Linked DNA regions of Pan troglodytes: region 1 is linked to region 2. Evidence: chromatin contacts called from public HiChIP or PLAC-seq data. All regions are on one chromosome and are shown on one strand. Each heading gives the region's core, a stretch centred on a gene start, on an enhancer-like site or on the middle of the called end of the contact. The rest is flanking DNA. Distances are from core to core; before and after follow the strand shown. Region 1 holds the start of STXBP1 (syntaxin binding protein 1). Region 2 holds the start of CFAP157 (cilia and flagella associated protein 157).

What was found. HiChIP or PLAC-seq counts read pairs in DNA pulled down with a chosen protein or histone mark.
Region 1: an H3K4me3 HiChIP or PLAC-seq map of stem cell-derived excitatory neurons shows a contact between it and region 2, with 2.4 times the contacts expected there. The contact joins the promoter of STXBP1 here to the promoter of CFAP157 in region 2. A contact is called at or near these places in 1 of 7 Hi-C or Micro-C datasets (stem cell-derived neural progenitor cells) and 1 of 1 datasets of contacts at active chromatin or transcription factors (stem cell-derived excitatory neurons).

Annotation. Positions count from the first base shown.
Region 1 is chr11:10,839,598-10,846,032 of NHGRI_mPanTro3-v2.0_pri, forward strand. STXBP1 (syntaxin binding protein 1) reads right to left here and starts at 3,970. Exons shown (of 19, transcript XM_016961721.3): 1 at 3,729-3,970. The coding sequence starts at 3,765.
Region 2 is chr11:10,747,768-10,754,000 of NHGRI_mPanTro3-v2.0_pri, forward strand. It overlaps CFAP157 (cilia and flagella associated protein 157), which reads right to left and starts at 1,837. Exons shown (of 9, transcript XM_054659115.2): 1 at 1,320-1,837. The coding sequence starts at 1,765.

The DNA of each region.
Region 1 (6,435 bases), core at 2,720-5,219, 94 kb after region 2:
TACTACCTTTATCATTTTATTTATTTAATCCCTATGGGACTTATTTTTGTGAACATGTGAAGTACAGAAGTAAATTTATTTTCCCCATCAAAATGTAGCCAACTGCCTGAATATCATATGTTGAGTCTTCTTTCCTTTCCTCACTGACTTAAAATGCTACCTTTGCCATATACGGGATTCTTATCTGGACCTACTCTAGACTTCTTGTTCTATGTCATTGATCTTTTCACTTTCCCTCTCATCTGGTAGTGCTACAATGTTTTGGTAATCGTAGCTTTACAGTATGTTTTGAATCTGGTAGGTGAAAATTCCCATTTTCTTTTTTTTTTTCAAAAATTTCTTAGCTCCTCTTAGCTTAGCCTTTACCATTCCAGATGAATGTTGGGACTTTTGTAGGAATTTTATTAAATGTATAGGTTAATTTAGCAAGAACTGATATTTTTTCATATTCTTCCATAAAGCAACATAGCATTCTTCTCCATTTATGAAGGTCTTGCTAACTTCCTATTAGACTTATTCCTAGAGTTTGTTGTGACAGCACTGTGCTAGACACTAGTTCTTACCCCCAGCGAACTTATGGTCCTACAATTAGTACAAATAATTTATTAACTGCAATTGTGATAAGAATTACAAAGGAAAGTCCAGGGAACCGTGATTACAGGGAGGCCTGATGGGATTGGGGAGGTTAGAGGTTTCTCTACAGGGACATTTAAACTACTCCTTTTAGTTCTGGATTACTAGGAGTTTTTGTTTTGTTTTTAAAAGCAGATTAACTTGTTTTTCAGTTTCTACTGAGAAGATTATATAGTTTTAAAATTTTCATTTCTTAATGTCATTCTAATATTGAACTATTGTGTTTCTGAAATAAGCTCCACTTGATTGTCATTTTTGTTTTTAATGTATAATTAGGTTCTTTTTTTTTTTTTTTGAGACAGAGTTTGGCTCTTGTCGCCCAGGCTGGAGTGCAGTGGCGCAATCTCAGCTCAGTGCAACCTCTGCCTCCCAGTTCAAGCAATTCTTCTGCCTCAGCCTCTTTTAGAGAAAAGGGCAAAGCTAGAAACCCTACCCAAAATTAGAAGCCAGAATTAACCTGCATCATTGACAAAGGATTTCAACATTTTTTTTCTAAAATTTATACCTAATTGTTATAGGAATAGAACTCTGTTCACATAATCACCATTTTTTTTCTTTTTTCTTTTCTTTTCTTTTTTTTTTTTTGAGATGGAGTCTTGCTCTGTTGCCATGCTGGCATGCAATGGCACGATCTCGGCTCACTGCAACCTCTGCCTCCCAGGTTCACGCGAGGGTTCAGCCTCCCGAGTAGCTGGGATTACAGGCACCCACCACCACACCCAGCTAATTTTTTTTATTTTTAGTAGAGACAGGGTTTTACCGTGTTGGTCAGGCTGGTCTCGAACTCCTGACCTCAGGTGACCCGCCGGCCTCGGCCTCCCAAAGTCCTGAGATTACAGGCATGAGCCACTGCACCTAGCCATCCTCACCAATTTTATGTAAAATTGCTTTGTTATCTTTGTGTGCAATGTGTTTGCTTTATTTCAGAAAGTAAATTCTGACCATGCTTGCATACTGATTTTTTTTTACCTTTATGCTTTCTTCTAATTAAAGGTGGGGGAAGGGGATTATGGAGCCACTTGCATAAACAAGGGTTCCAGCAAAATGATGCAAAACTTGATTTCTATAACACTTGAGGATTTTATCTTCAATGTGTAGTGTTCAAATATACCATTTTATTTTACTTTTATATTTATAGAGATGGGGTCTCACTATGTTACCCAGGCTGATCTTGAATTCCTGGGCTTAAGCAATCCTCTCATTTCAGCCTCCCAAAGTACAAATGTAACATTTTAAAGAATACAACCTGTAACATTCTATTCTATATTTCACGCTTTAAAAGGATATTGGAAAGAAAAGATACATACAGAATAATGAAGAAAGTTATTTTTTACTAATGTTGCAAGGAAATGCCCACCAGGTTTTACCAAATTAACACTGATCGTGTCAAGTCACTTAACTGCTCTAAGTCTCCATTTCTTATTCATGGGTAAAATGAGATGTTGACATTAGAGGATCCCTATGGGTCCTCCTAGCCCTAAACATCTCGAGTACAAGTATCAGAACCCGTACTGCATGGGTACAATGAAGGTGTTACGATGAGCACCTTTTAAAATTTTGTTTTATTTGGTGTTCAGTTTTTATAACAATTTTCTTCTGATGTAATAGGTGAGATAAGGTTTTACAACTAGATTCCTCAGTAGGAGTATTTCCTATATATCAATGAAAAGAATGGAGAGGGGAAATAAAACAGCTATGGTGCCCAACAAGAACACTACATGGCCAAAAGCATTCCACAGCGAGCGCGCGCTATGATAGGAGAGAATCATTGGAAAGGAAACTAAATTTCCACCATTTTATTCTTTTTCCTTTCTTATCCTCTCCTACAGAGAAAAGCCCAGTTTTAATCTTCACTTAATCCCCAAAGAGATAGCAAAAGCCACAGCAATCCTTACACATTTTTTTGTTATAAAGAAAAACAGTGCCAAAATATTGACGAGGCACTGTTTTTCCACACATATCACCAATCTTATTTAGCACTGTGGATGCCGTTTTGCAAATGTCACCCACCATCAGCCCTCGCTCCGCTGCGGCCGCCACTCGCCGCCACCCATTTTTAAAAATCCATTCATGTGGTGCCTTTCATCCAAACCCATAAACAACCATTTCCTCCCTGCCACCGTGGTCTGAGCTCCTGAAGCGTTCGGCCACGGCAGGGCAGAGCCCCGCAAGCAGGGAGATTGCAGACTGCGGCGCTGGGCGGCGGACACCGAAGCTCTCCTCATCTCCCGAGTGATTTCAGGGGTTCAGGATCCTGATAAGTCCCCGCCCTGGAAGCCAAGCCCCGGGAAGGGGAGGAGTGAGGTGGCCCCGGCCCAGCAGAGCTCAGCCTCCGGAAAACAGGCGTCTCCTCCCCAGGCCGAGCCACTGCGCCTAGTCTCCCAGGTGGGTCTCGCAGCCAGGGACCGCGGCGCGGCCCGGGGCGGGGGAGGAGGACGCAGGCCAGGATCTCGCTCGTCACGACTCACCCAGGAGGGTGGGGAGGAGGAGGGACTGCAGGAAAAGGGAGCGGAGTCTGGGCGCTCAAGGAATAAAGACGAGGAAGGGGAGAGGGGACTGAGGGGAAGGTAACGGGGGTGAGGATGGGGGTGCGGGGGAGGGTGACGGGCTGCAGGGGGTAGAGGCGAGATGAAGGAGAGGGACGGGTGTTGGGGGTGAAAGAGGGGGAAGGAGGGTGGGATGGGGGAGAGGCGGGATGGAGAGAGTGGGGTGAGGGAGGGGTGGGGGAAGGGGGAAGGATGGGGCGAGGGGAGAGAAAGGGGGGTGAAGGGAAGAGAGGGAGGGAGGGATGGAGGGGAAGGAGGATGCAGGGAAAAGGGAGACAGGGACCGCGAGGAAGGAGGATGGGGAGGGAGGAGGGCGGGCTGCAGGGGGAGGGCTGGGGTGAAACATGAGGTGAGGGAGGGGAGAGCGGGGCAAGCCTTCCTCTCGCGCGGGCGGCGCCTGAATAACGGGACCCCACGGACCAGGAGCCTCAGGCCCGGGGCGCAGGGCCGGCAGCCCGCTCGGAGGCCTGGGCGCTGCCGGCAGGGGCCGCGCGGGGCTCCTCGGGAGCCGCAGTCCCCGCCTGCTGGAAGGATCCCGGCTCCACTTACTCTCTCCGACCACAGCTTTGAGGCCAATGGGGGCCATGGCGCTGCGCGAGTCTCCCGGCTCCGATCTCCTCGTCCCGCGACGCCTGCGGACCCCTCCGCCTCCTCAGGTGGGCGCGCTGGGCCAGCCGCAGCTCTCCGCCCCGCAGCCGCGCTAGGGACCGACTGACGCGCGGAATGGGCGCGGGGGCGCGGCGCGAGCCAGAGCGAGGCTGCCCCGCCGCCGGCGCGCGCGGGGGCGGGGCAAGCCGGGGGCGGGGCCTCGCGCCGGCCGTTGGCGTCACCCACTCGCCTCCGCCAATCGCACTGCGGCCCGGAGGCTCAGCCCCGCCCCCCGAGATGCGGCTGGGCGCCAGGCGGCCGCTGGCTGGTGCGGAGCCGCGCCCTCCCCCTCACCTCACGCGCCGCGCGCGCCCGGGGCGCAGGGTACCCAGGCCTCCTCTTTCCCCTCGGTGCTGGGATCCCTGGCCACAGGCTACCGACGCGCTCCATCTGCCTGAAACCCCGCTCGGGTCCTGTCTTTCCTCTTTCTGGGAGCTTCCGTTTTTTCCTGCCCACGGAAGGAGCTTGGAGGCGAGATCTCTTACTAGCAGCGCCCACTCCCAGCCGCAGCGAAGCCAGGGTGAATCCACTCACAGCACCTCCCTGTCGCTGGGTACCTGCATTCGTGCATTCACCAACACTGAGTTCTTGTGTCAAACTCCGTGCCAAGCACCTCGCGGGCATCATCTCATCAAATCCTCCAATCACTGGGCATTGCTTTTTATTTTGTTTTGTTTACACTCCTCTTAGCTCATACCTATGGGCATTATTTTTAATCTCCATTTTCCTGTGAAAAAACCAAGTCTCGGAGATATTGGAAATAGCACTAGACTTACCTTCAGGCAGCGTAGCATCCGTTAGCTAATGTTCAGTATTCTGTCACTTTTATGTGTAAGCCGTTATTCTGTCCCCTGGAGCTACGACCATGTACAAGGCAGAATCTCATCCTGCTTATGGGCGCTCAGAGTTTAGAAGTTTCTAAGCCCCAAATCTGATACGAATATACTGTGGGACCGACTCTGGTCTCAGTATCTCCCTCCTGGAGTCCGTATTTATTAAAGCGGTCCCAGGTCAGTTTTTGCTCGACTTTCTTTGTTAATAGGAGATACTGCTTTTCTTTTTCTTTTTTCTTTCCTTTTTTTTTTTTTTTTTTGAGGCAGAGTCTCGCACTGTCGCCCAGGCTGGAGTTCAGTGGCGCGATCTTGGCTCACTGCAACCTCCGCCTCCCAGGTTCAAGTGATTCTCCTGCCTCAGCCTCAGAGTATCTGGGATTACAGGCGCCCGCCACCATCGCCTGGCCAATTTTCTGTATTTTTAGTAGAGACGGGGTTTCACTATGTTGGCCAGGCTGGTCTCAGATACTACTTTTGAAATATGGGGGAGGGCTTGCTTTTGGCTTCAAAGTAACACAAATTGAGCCAATTAAAAATAAAAAAGAATAAGAGAGCTAGTAGTAGTAAAAATCAGTGAATATTCATTAAATATTTGGAATACATTTGAGCTAGGTTTTTAATCTTCATATTATTAAGACGCATAATAATATTTTACAGATGAAGAATTGAGATTCAGAGTGGATAAGTGCTTTATTAGTAAATGACAAAGGAAAGATCCAATTCTAGGATCTGAATTCTGAACCATTATTTTATACTGAGCAAAAACAAAAAACCTGCTGAGAACTAAGGAGGAATTTTCCAAAGTCACAGAAGCCAGTGGTGGCTGAGCCAGGACAAGAGGCTACATGTCCTACTTCAGTCGCCAGCCCCAGGTCAAGCAGATTTGACCATCTTCTCACCACCACCCCAATCTACCCCCAACAGAACCTTCAGATGGGTTCAGAGAGAGAGGAGGCATTAATGTGTCAACTCTCTATGTCTGGGCCTTGCCTTTTGCCCAGGAAACATATTGATAGCCCCTGTGTGTATTTGGAGGAGGAGATAGTGTGTAAACATGGGGAGACCTAGGATGCACTGGTAATGCCACATGCTTCCTCCTTCGCCAGCTGGCACATATCAGCAGAGACTCCACAGTTTCTGTATCTGCCATGAAAATATAAATTCGAAGCTGGAAAATTCCTTAGCAGCTAAGGAGTAGGAATGGCCAAGGGCTCCTCTTGTCACTCATCCAGTCAGTGGGTCAACAAGCGTTTATTGAGTGCGGCCAAGGTCTGGGCCATGTGCTGTGGGTAAGATGGAGACAATTTCTGTCCTCAAGGAGCTGGTATTCTAGCTGAGGGACAGACAGGAAACAAGGTATTACAGCATTGAGTGACTGTTCTGTCAAGTGCTGAAGCAGATGGAGAAGGGGCTGTAAGAGTGGATAGCAAGGCACCTGGCCCAGTGGACTGGCTGGGGTACAGTCAGAGCTGGCTTCCTGAGATGGGAAAACGGTGGTAAGAGGGACCTGGGAGAGTGTCTAGGCAGATATACAGTAGGTACAAAGACCCAGTGGCAGAAAGGAGTTTGGCTCTTCCAGGAACAGAGAAGGGACATTGTGACTAGAGAGGAGAAAGCCTGAGGGGTAGGGCTGGAGGAAGAGCCCCCAGGGTAGGCCTGGATGCCAGGATCCAGGACTTCTTAGTGGCCTGGGATTCGTGTTCAGGGACCTTCTCAAAGGTCACAGCAAATAATATATAGTAGCTTCTTATTTTCTGTAGAAGGAAGGACCAAAA
Region 2 (6,233 bases), core at 587-3,086:
TTTTTAAATTAAATTTAATTAATTAATTAATTTTTGAAATGGAGTCTCGATCTGTCACCCAGGTTGGAGTGCAGTGGCACGATCTCGGCTCTCTGCAACCTCTGCCTCCCAGGTTCAAGTGATTCTCCTGCCTCAGCCTCCTGAGTAGCTGGGATTACAGGCGCCCGCCACCATGCCCGGCTAATTTTTGTATTTTTAGTAGAGACTGGGCTTCAACATGTTGGTCAGGCTGGTCTCGAACTCCTGACCTCATGATCTGCCCACCTTGGCCTCCCAAAGTGCTGGGATTACAGTCCTGAGCCACTGTGTCTGGCCTGGAAAGTTGTTTTACATCATAATTTAGTTGACCAACATCTTTCAAATAGTGACTGCACACAGAGCATTTCAGGGGTGTGGGCTGAGGAAGCAGTCTTGCATAGGGGAGTCAGGAGGCCAGGGCCCCCATCTTGGTGCCTCCTCTTCCTGGGGGTGACTTCCCTTCTCTGAGCCTCAGTCTTCCCCATCTGTGCAATGGGGATGACATCAGGACCTCTCTAGTAAGACTGCTGTGAGGACTCAGTGAGCACCAGCCCGTGGCCTGCCTGGCACCACGAGGGACTCAGCATTAGCTGTGGTTACCCACAGCATCAGTCACCTGGGGAAGAGCTGCCGCCTACTGGTTTGTCTTTTAAGGTCACCCTGAGACTGGGGCTGGTGCCTCACAACGGGGAGGAAACTGGTTGTAACATAAGAAAATGATGGGCGGGTGAACATGGCTCTAATGAAGAGTTAGAGGATCTCCCCCCGGCACTATGTCACACACAAAACTGGCTCTAGAATAGAATGTCACAGCCATGGAGGGGGAATCAACCTTCCCCACTTATATTTGGGGAAACTGAGGCCCAGCATGGAGAAACAACTGGGCTCATGTGCTGGGTGAGTCAGTGGGGCACAGGTGCCACTGCCAGGAAGTGGAAGTGGGGCCTGGGGGTCCACCCGCCTGCCAGAGGGCTGTTTCCACCCTTTCATAAAGCCTGTGATCCCATGGGGCAGGAGTGAGGCAGGGGGACGTGGGGATTGCCTGGGGTGGGGCCACGAGCTAGCATCGTGGGCCCAGGGTTCTAGGAGCTGGGAAGGTGGGGAAATCCATTTACCCTCAAAATCTTGAAACCTCCCAAAGGTACGTATGAGGAAATGAGGCTGGGGTCGGGATGGGGTCTGGACATCCCAGGGGAGGTCAGAACACAGGCCTAAGGCCCCGTGGCCAAACCTGCATGGGGGCCACCTGGGCGGGGGCTTCTGACCCAGGGCACCAGACTCCTGCCCGCCAGCCCACGCACCGGGCCAGCCGGTCCTCCAGGTCTCGGATCTGGATGTGGTAGAACTCCTTCATCTCCTTGGCCAGAGGCGGCTCCACGGCCACCACCGGCTCCTTCTTGCCCCCTTTCTTCTTGACTTCAAGCTCCTTGCCTGCCTTGCTCACACTCTTTTTGGGAGCCATGGCTGATGGCAACCAGGGCTCCAGGCCCCAGGAAGAGGCCAGGTGGTTGCTAAGGAAGCTGGTCCCGTACATAGCAACAGGCCGAGGGAGTGAGGCTGGGCTTAAAGGGACCCTGCCCTCTTCTTGCTGGGTGCCAGTACCAGGTCCCACTCCAAGGCAGATGGCATCAGTAAGGCCCCAGGCCCAGGAGTCCCAGGCCATGGCAGGCAGGATGCCTGGCTCCCAGGGCAACTTTTTGGGCTTCTGGGGACACCCCTCTTTCTCCCACGTGGAAATAAGCGCCATGGGGAAAGTTCATGTGGGTCAGGGCCCTGGAAATCGCCATCCTTTCCTTTGTGCTGATCAGAAGATGGACGACACTAACCTCGGGCACACAAAGCCTGTTCTGCAGCTGTGGCCTGGGGTGACAGTGTCCTGGCATGGGTGCATTAGGGCGTCCAGCTGATGGGGCCCTGGCTGGCAGCTGGGTGCCTCTATGAGCTCCATCCCCAGCCCCAATCTCAGCCAGCCATGCCTGTGTGCCTGCCTGTGTTCCCCACCAGCCCAGGCACTCACTCCGTGGGACAGCGGGCAGGTACTTTCCATCCCTGTCGTCCCAGGGCTTGTCACTTAGCAAGAGATGACTATAGCACCACCCTGAAAAACTCTGACAATAGCCAAGGGGAATGGCAGTGGTACTTCAGCAAACGTGATTTCTTGGAGCAACTAGATGTTGTGAGTTGTAGGACCCTTGGGGCGGGGGCAGGGGGATGAGGAGAGCTTGGGGTCACGGTGACGGGTCAGAAACACAGGGAGGTGGGGGCATTTTTACTGTTGGTGATGAGAAAGGTCAGAGAAGTGATTGGTTGGTCAAAAGTGGGCCCACATTTGGGCTCTGTCTGACCTCCAGTGGGTCCTTGGGCCAATGGCCTGAACCCTGCTCTGTGAAAGAGTTCACAAGACCGCATCTGTAAAGTTCCCTGTGCAGGGATACGGTCCAGGGATGCTGGGGGCACTTAGTGAGTGGTGGCCCATGAAGCTCCCGCCCACTTTGTGTGGTAGGCAGGCCTGCCTGGAATTTCCGACAGCCCTGGACCTCGCCTGTGGTGGTCTGCCCTTCCCAGGGTGCCTGTTCCCTGCAGGCAGGGCAGCCCTGGGAGGGCACAAATGTGACTGGCAGAGGGAAGAGACCCCCATGCTTCTGCACAGGCCTCAGCCTGAGTGCACTTACAAGTGAGGGAGCTCTGGCTGCCCAGGCCTTGTGGGGAGAGCGGGGAGGCCTGGCCCAGTGCCCTTCCAGCTCAATGCGATGGCCCTGCTCCTGCTGGACATTGCCCCCTCCCCCACCTGAACAGCTGCTCCCACAGGAGCCTAGGCGGGCAAAAATTCCCACAGTGCTCCCAGCTGACCGGGGGCCTCCCCGTGCCTCCCCCATTTCTATTCTCTTTTCCCCAGGCCCATCGCAGGGGGTAGCTCTGAATTCCCAGCTTAATGGGGCCCACAGCCCCTCGAGCAGCCTGGAGCCCACAGAGGGTGTCAGCTTGGAGACCTGCCCTCCTCGCCTTCATCAGCACCAGGATGGCTTTGTCAGCACCACGTGGCAAGAGGGACGAGCTGAACTTCTAGGCAGGGAGGGGACGCTGCAGGGTGGAGGGAGAGCACTTTCTGGGGTTTGCTTGGAGACTCTCCCCAAAGCTCCCTACTTTGGACCATAGGCCGCTACTTGCCACGGGGGCACTGTCTCATTATCGCTTCTCCAGCTGCCTTCCGTAGTCTTGGAGACTGAGGCTGATGGGCCCAGAGCTGCTGGAGCTGTGAGACACAAACCCTGCAGGAGCTGGGTCTTCTGAGGGGAGTCAGGCAGTGCACAAAGCCATGCAGACTGCAGCACCGGCCAAGGACAGTGGACAGTGGCCTGGGGTACTGTCACCTCTGGGAGACTTTGGAGGGAAGAAACCTAGGCCCTGGGGAAGCAGGGAGGCCAGGCATCATTAAACATGCCCTTGGCCAGGTGCACTGGTTCATGCCTATAATCCCAGCACTTTGAGAGGCCAAGGTGGGAGGATCACTTAAGGCCAGGAGTTAAAGACCAGCCTGGGCAATATAGCAAGACCCCCATCTCTAAAAAAAAAAAAATTAACCAGGCCTGGTGGCATCCGCCTGTAGTTCCAGCTACTCAGGAGGCTGAGGTGGGAGGATTGCTTGAGCCCAGGAATTCGAGGCTGCAGTGAGTTATGATCATGCCACAGTGTCTCTGTTCACGACGCCATCTGGTCTGAGTTAGGTACAGGCCAATAAAAGAGGCAGTTAATCTCCAACAAGGTCAGTGATGGGGAGGGGGAGTTCTGGTCTCTGGTCTTTCCTCATCATTTACAGAACAGGAACAATGGGGAAGAGGGTTAAGCTCCAGTCTAAGAGGCAGATCTGCAGAACAGGCTCTATGACCCACATCACAGTCGCATATCTCTCAAGGCTTAAAGTGGTTTTGGGGTTCCAACAGCTTTTACAATTTTTTTCTTTTTCTTTTCTTTCTTTTTTTTTTTTGAGACAGTGTCTCGTTCTGTCACATAGGCTGGAGTGCAGTGGCACCATCTCGGCTCGCAACCTCTGCCTCCTGGGTTCAAGCGATTCTCCTGCCTCAGCCTCCCGAGTAGCTGGGGACTACACGCACACACCACCATGCCTGGCTAATTTTTAAATTTTTTTTGGTGGAGACGGAGTTTCATCGTGTTGCCCAGGGTGGTCTCAAACTCCTGATCTCAAGTGATCTGCCCGCCTTGGCCTCCCAGAGTGCTGGGATTACAGGCATGATCCACTGCACCCAGCCAGCTTTTAAATTTTACGTACTCTCACATGTTGGATACCCAGCTGGTATCAGAGAATTGGTGTGAAAAGTAACAAATATTTGGTGTTAGAAAAACACCATTTCTCCCCCTAACCCCCCAGCTCTGTGTCATGGAAGTTTTACCTGGGGTGTTATACTCTAGGCAGGTGTGGTCAAAAAGACAGGGGCTCCCAGCTCCTAGTCTGGCTCTTCATTTTGCCCTGGGAGGGGAAGGCTGCTGGCCTTTCTCTACACAGCACCCCACCCCTCCCTGCCCATCCCTGTGTTGCAGAATCTCTACTGCAAGCAGGTACAGCAGAGAGGACTTTCCCACAAGGCCCACCTGGAGCATGGAAGCTCTTCTCCAGGTGTGGCAGGTTGAGAATGCTTGGGCCCTGCCGGCCCAACTCCAGCTAGCTCATAGGATGGAGGCTTTTTCATACCAGGTGGGGCGAGACCAGCTGAGAATACCAGTGGCTGCCACCCCCTGGTACCCACTTATAGAGCAGGGTGTGACTTAGGAAAAGTAGGTCCCTCCCCCAGTTTGGGTGCCGTGGCACGTGGGTTTTTGCTTTGGGGAAAGAGGCAGGGGAAGAGGACAAACAGCTCTGTCACTCTGCCGAGGGGACTCACTTCTGTCACAGCTTCAAAAAATCCATGTCTAAAGGCTGTCAGAGACAAAATTACAACCAATCAGTTTAAATAGCGTAATTGACTCTTTCTCTTTCTCTCTCTTTCCCTCTCTCTCTTTCTCTTTCTCTTTCTCTCTCTCTCTCTCTTTCTCTTGCTCTGTCGCCCAGGCTGGAGTGCAGTGGTATGATCTCAGCTCACTGCAACCTCCACCTCCTGGATTCAAGTGATTCTCCTGCCTCAGCTTCCCAGGTAGATGGGATTACAGGTGTGCACCACCATACCCAGCTAATTTTTGTATTTTTAGTAGAGATGGGATTTCACCATGTTGGCCAGGCTGGTCTCGAACTCCTGACCTCAGGTGATCTGCCCGCCTCAGCCTCCCAAAGTGCTAGGATTACAGGTGTGAGCCATAGCACCTAGCCTTAATTGGCTTTTATTTGTTATTCTAGAATTGGGCAATAGAATGAGTGTCCCGATTTGCTGAACAGAGGAGGCTGGTTTTACAGATGGAGAAGGCTGACAAAGCAGAAACAGAACAAAAAGTGGATTGGTTGTTTCAAAGTGACTTTCAGCTGTGTGCAGTGGCTCACACCTGTAATCCCAGCACTTTGGGAGGCCAAGGCGGGTGGATCACCTGAGGTCAGGAGCTCGAGACCAGCCTGGCCAACATGGCAAAACCCTGTCTCTACTAAAAATACAAAAAAAAAAAAAATTAGCCAGGCGTGGTGGCACATGCCTGTAGTCCCAGCTACTTGGGAGGCTGAGGTAGGAGAATCGTTTGAATCCAGGAGGCAGAGGTTGCAGTGAGCTGAGATCATGCCATTGCACTCCAGCCTGGACGACAGAGCAAGACACTCTCTCAAGAAAAAAAAAAAAAGAAAAATAATGACAAATGTTGGCAAAGCATGTCACAACGTCACAGGCTCATGTCAAAAGCCCAGCACCTCACACCTGATGAGTTCGCAACAAATGGTTGTGGTGATGATAATCATGATGATGATCTGTCAATTAAGATGACACAAACACGCTGGTTTTTATTTGTTATTTGTTTTTTGAGACAGGGTCTCACTCTGTCTCCCAGGCTGGAGTGCAGTGGCACAACCACAGTTCACTGCAGTCTTGATCTCCTGGGCTCAAGTGATTCCCCACTCCCACCTCCACCCAGTAGGAGGGACTACAGGTGCATGCACCACCTCCGGCTTTTTTTTTTTTTTTTTTTGGAGACGGAATCTCACTCTGTCACCCAGGCTGGAGTACAGTGGTGCGATCTTGGCTCACTGCAAGCTCCACCTCCTGGGTTCACGCCATTCTCCTGCC